2 separate regions of the Mus musculus genome follow, and region 1 is linked to region 2. Evidence: chromatin contacts called from public promoter capture Hi-C data. All regions are on one chromosome and are shown on one strand. Each heading gives the region's core, a stretch centred on a gene start, on an enhancer-like site or on the middle of the called end of the contact. The rest is flanking DNA. Distances are from core to core; before and after follow the strand shown.

Evidence for each region. Promoter capture Hi-C pulls out the DNA fragments that hold promoters and counts their contacts.
Region 1: a contact with region 2 is called in a promoter capture Hi-C map of hippocampal neurons, with 2.9 times the contacts expected there. The contact joins the promoter of Cib2 here to the promoter of Tspan3 in region 2. A contact is called at or near these places in 2 of 39 promoter capture datasets (hippocampal neurons and pre-B cells).

The regions. Positions count from the first base shown.
Region 1 is chr9:54,558,872-54,561,720 of GRCm38.p6, reverse strand. It overlaps Cib2 (calcium and integrin binding family member 2), which reads left to right and starts at 1,531. Exons shown (of 6, transcript NM_019686.6): 1 at 1,531-1,753. The coding sequence starts at 1,703.
Region 2 is chr9:56,159,750-56,162,449 of GRCm38.p6, reverse strand. It overlaps Tspan3 (tetraspanin 3), which reads left to right and starts at 1,380. Exons shown (of 7, transcript NM_019793.3): 1 at 1,380-1,650. The coding sequence starts at 1,588.

The DNA of each region.
Region 1 (2,849 bases), core at 282-2,781, 1.6 Mb after region 2:
TGAGCAGAGACTGAGCTAGCAGGGCCAACCTGAGCAGCAGAGGTCCTAAATTCAATTCCCAACAACCACATAAAGGCTCACAACCATCTGTACAGCTACAGTGTACTCATATACATAAAATAAATTAATAAATAAATCTTAAAAAAAAAAGAGGGCTGGAGTGATGGCTCAGCAGTTAAGAGCACTGACTACTCTTCCAGAGGTTCTGAGTTCAATTCCTAGAAACCACATGGTGTCTCACAACCATCTGTAATGGGATCTGATGCCCTCTTCTGGTGTGTCTGAAGAGAGCAATGGTGTACTCATTAAAAAAAAAAAAAAAAAAAAAAGAGTAGAACAACACGGCCCCAAAGTGATGTAAGCCAGGCAAAACTGGACAATACTGGTATGTCGCTTTTGTTTGTTTTTTTTTTTGGTGGTGCTAGGGACTGAACCCAGGGCCTCATGAATGTTAGGCTAGCTCTCTGCCACTACACTATTTCTCAGCTAAATTGCTTTTAGTTACTATATTCTGTTTTCTGAGATATAGTCTCATGTACTACAAGTTGGCCTGAATCAGCTAAGGATAACCCTGAACTTCTGATCTTCCTGCCTCTGTCTCGAGGGCTGGGATTACAGGAGACCATACTCATGTAGCTAATCTCAGTTTTGGCAGCCCATGATGGACTTGCCTCCCAGCGGAGCCACCAGGAGCCTTTGACTCAGGTTTCATGCAGCCCAGCTGTCCCAAGAATAGACAGTAAGGACAACTCCATTGCTAGTAGCCTTCCTTGTGGGCCACTGATAGGTCCCAGAGTTGCCAGGACTCCTGAACTTCCGTGTGTCTGGAGGGCTTTTCCTAGCGGTCACCTTGATGGGGCGGCTGAAGATAGCCAATCGTTTAGGAGGGTATTGGTTAACCTCCTCTACCCTGCCTGCATTATTAAATTTCGTGAAGGCCTCACTTAGCAGAGTGGATGTAGGGAGTGATCTAGTTACTTTCCTTAAGGTCTTGAACCAACTGAGTAGTGTAACCTATTGTTACCAGAGCCCATTCCTCTGCTGAGGTAGAGTTTGCTTCGTCTGTTTCCTTTTTTAAAAAGTTATTTTATGATTTGAGTGTTTGACTGCGTGTATGTCGGCTTTTTGAGGATGGACCTGACTTGGGTAATCCCGCAAGCTCAACAACACACCTATTCTCAGTCTAGGATCAGAGGCCGGAGGATTGTGCCTGTTCTACCACACTAATCCATGGGATTTTCAGGCTCACAATCGCCAGGACCGACCCGGGGTGCCAGTCAGTGTGCTGGTTGGAACGGGAGGCGCACTCAGTGTCCAGTAGTCAGGCGGCCCTATGAGGCCACCGCTTGGCCACCTCAGTGTGCTGCAGCAGCATAGACTGAGCAGGCCTCTGTCTCCAGGGAGAAGTCACCTCTCGGGCCCCGCCTCCTTCCACCAGGCTGCGCCTCCGCCCCAATCCGGCCCCCGCCCCCGCCTAGGCCCGCCCCGCCCCCGGCCCCGCCTTTGCCTCCCAGCCCCTGCACCCCTCCCACTGAACTGCGGGACCCAGCGGAGCGGGCCAGGCTAGGCTGGCGACGCTGCCCGCTCCCGGGCTGGCAAGGGCCGCGGGCACCGGGCTCGGGGCTCCAGACGCCGCCGATGGGAAGCAGCACTCGAAAGGGCGAGAGACGACGCCGCGGCCACCCATACCATCGCGGTCACCATGGGGAACAAGCAGACCATCTTCACTGAAGAGCAGCTGGACAACTACCAGGTGAAGCCGGCGCGCCGCGGCCCCTGTAGTCCTCCTTTTTGTCCTTTTCCCAGGCCTCGCAAAAGCGGACTCACAGAGGTTCAAACCCTGCCGCTACCTTCAGCGCGCAGCGTCGCCTTAGGTGGATGACTTCCCCTTGACGAGCCTCAGTTTCCCAGGCCCGGGAATGTTAGAACATTCCAGTTAGAGTATTCTGTCAGATGCGCCTCACCCACCCCGTCTTCTCTTCCTTATTGACCTTCTTTCTGCCCTCCCAAGCTAGACCCCAGTCATTTCTTCCAGCCCACTGGGCATGACCCTCATCCCAGAAAGGGCTTGGTGTAGGGGGAGGACAAGAGGCCCCAAATGCAGGTTACAGGTTGGGGTGTGTTGTTTATATAACTACGTACCCACATCTCTTAACCTATTTTGTGATCCTAGTAGCCCTTTCACCCCGGATTCTTCCAAGTTCAGAGCTAGCTGTCCATATCAATGATCTCACAGCCCCCAGCCATGTGAAAACTTTTCTGTAGGTATGCGAGGGAACCTTATCTCCGGGCTGGCCCAGAGTCTTGCTCAGTTGCTTTAGCTCACCATGTAATGTCTCCGGACTTTCAGGGAACAACAGCTGTGGAGTCTTCTTTTTATCGCCTAATAGGTTAGGAGTGTTATGTCATATGTATTCCTATCTTAGATGTGTGCAACTTTTGTGAATATTCAGTTAGCGTGGAGCGGTTACCTCCAGTGTGACCCAAGTGATAGGATATGTATTGAGAAGAGCTCTAGTGGACAGGGGAGGTCAATAGCTCTTGGTTTGACTAGAAGGTTCAGAAAGAGTGCAGAGCTTGCATGAGGACTTGGGAAGTCAGGATTTTTTTTTCTGCCAGAAAGTTCTGGAAGGAGGCGTTTTAAGTGGAGGTAGATGCAGGCAAAATAGCCCAAACCCAGGAGAGAAGAGTGGTCTGGGGAGAGTGGGGAGCCTGCATCCCCATTAGGACCAGCCCGGCATTGGGTCAGACCCAGTCCAGTGTTGAGTTCTGATCCTTTGCCAGGGCCCAGCTAGACCCTGCCAGGGGAAGGAGAGCCATGAAACACGAGAGCCCCACATCTCCTTTCC
Region 2 (2,700 bases), core at 131-2,630:
GAGCATTGGTGTACCCAGGTTTGTCACTGGGACCTGGGGAGGAGGGGTGGATGTTATTTATATCTCTCCCTGAGAATGGATTTAGCTGCACCTGTCACTCAGTACAGTGTTCTAGGTCTGACCCAACCATCGCGTCTCATGTCTGCTTGCCTCTTTGCTCATGGTATATCTACCCTCTTCTACTGGAATGAAAACCCCACATGGGCAAGCATTGTCTTCTTCCTCATGGTGGAATGCCATCACCTAGAATAGGTGCAGAGTGAGGTCTTGGGAACATGAGTGGGTCTTTGATAACATGGACATTGCTTGATACAGATGAATAGGATGCTGAGGTGCTTGGGTATTTCTGTGAATGCCCAGGGAAGATGATGAACCAGGGAGGCTACAGGAAAAAGAGATGTTTGAGGACAGGTAAAGAGGTCCCGAGTAAGGGAGAGTGCAGGACAGTGGCAGAAGTACTGTGTGTGGCTGAGGTGGCTTCTGCATTAGATCACTCTTCTATGTGTGGCTGCAGGCAAGTTTGGCATCCTTTCTAACCCTTAATTACCCTACCAGTAAAATTAGTCTGACAGTCATCTGAAGCTGGGGGAGGGGTAGTGGCATGAATGAACTAATAGTTAAAAGAAGCTAATATGCATGCAGCCAGCAGAGCGGAGGTCACATTGCCACCAAAGCTGATGACCTGGGACCCACAGGGTGGAAGTAAAGAACTGACTCCCAAAGTTGTCTTCTGACCTTTACTTCTGTGCTGTGGGATGTTTGTGGGTGCACACGCACATGCTCACACAGACACACACACACAGACACACACTCCGTTTTTATTTTTAAGGTGCTAATTGCTACCATTCATTTAAGATTACAGGAAAGAGCGCACATGTCAACATGTATGAAGATGTATCTGTAATTGCAAATCTCAGTCCAAAGAATAGAGCTGAAAGGGTGGCTGCCTTGCCCAACCATCTCTGCTTTGCTAGTGCGCCAGTGTTTTCTCCTTTCCTGATGATTTTTTTTTATCAGAGCTAGCAGAGCTTCTGGCATACTAAATTCTTCATAATCGTGTGTTGATGTCCACCGTATTTCTTCCCAACTTATATGGGGTGCTGCTTAGGTATCATGCAGTCACGAAAATCCTCATGTGAGGTGGGTCTTTCTAGGGAAGAGTAGTTAACAGAACAGAATTCTGTGGTCTTCCAGTCATTTGGTCTTGTAAAAGTAACTCAATAAGACGGGGAACGTGTTTGTCCCACTAGAAATTCCCCAGAAGAGGATTCTACACTCAAGGACGGTCAGAGGCCAGAAGAAAAGGCGCGGAGGCGTCGGCTCCTTTAAGAGGCGAGGCCACCTCGTTCTCCGCGGCGCTGATTGGCAGAAGCGGCCGCAGACGCGGGACTTAGTTGCCTGGGAACGGCCTAGGGGGCCTGCGGCGGGCTGCACGCAGCTGCGAGGTGCTTGCTGGGGCGGCGCGGGGGTCTGCGGGAACGCGGCTCGGGCCCAGCAGTTCTCAGCAGAGCCGCCGGCGCCATTGCCTTCTCGCTCGGTGAGCGCCGCTCCGCTCGCCCAGCCGGGCCTCCGCCGGCCGCCGGCACCATGGGCCAATGCGGCATCACCTCCTCTAAGACCGTGCTGGTCTTCCTCAACCTCATCTTCTGGGTGAGCTGGCGGGGAGACCGGACAGGGGAGGCCTCTGTGCGGCGCGTGGGGACCAGGCGGGCGCGGGAGCCGGCCGAGGGGTCGCCCGGGCCCTGCGGCCTCGGAGCTCTTGGTGAGGTCCTTCCAGGGCCCAGCAGAGGCCAGGACGGTGCCGACCGGAGGTCCCGGGGGGCCTCCGGTCCGCTGGCACGGTGCCAGGGTTACGCGGGTCGCCGCGGCGTGAGCCTGCGGGTCGCTCTGTTCTCAGGGCTGAGTCTGTCGGGACGCCAGGCCCGAAATGGGATACTCCCCTGTGAGTCGGGTCCGCTGTCTTTGTCTGAGTCCTCGCAGAGCCAGCGGCTGTCCCCAGGTCATGTAGCAGCTACGTGGGGACGCCTGTCGAGTCCCGGGCCAGGAATTTCGGCTTAGAGCTCTTTGTATAGAGTTGGTTGGCTGGTAAGCAGCCCAGAAAACGGAAAGGATTCAGCGTGAAACAGCAGAGCATTTCTTTGATCAAGAAAATCGCTGTTGTGGGGATGGGTAGCCTGAGGTTATAAACCCTTTTAAATGTATCAGCTGCCAGGAGATTTTTAAAGCAACCAATTCACTTCTATAAAAGGTTGCTCTTTGGAGGGGCTCGGGAAACCTGGCCCCAGAGAAAGTGCTTATAACCGACCTGTCTTGAGTCAGGTCATTATCTCACCTGGGACTTTTTACTAACCTGTTGTTCTTTGGCCCTCTCCTCCGTCTTGAATCCTTCTGGACTTTGCACCAGGAAAAAAAACTATCAAAAATGTCGTCTATCACATCTTTTTTTGTTTCTTAAAAAAAAAAAAAAGAACAGCTTAATATTAGAACAGTTCAACCTTTTTACTTTGGTACTCTTACTTAAAGTCTGGTAGTGTACTGCAGTATGACCCACACACTACTGTTGGGTGTTTTCTGATAAATTATTAATTATGGGCACACTACTGGTGATTTGGGACCCAACTGACCCTCAGGTTCTCAGGCTGGGATCAAGTTTCCTTTTTCCCAGGTTTGTTATAAACATTTGCCATGGGCAGTTTTCCC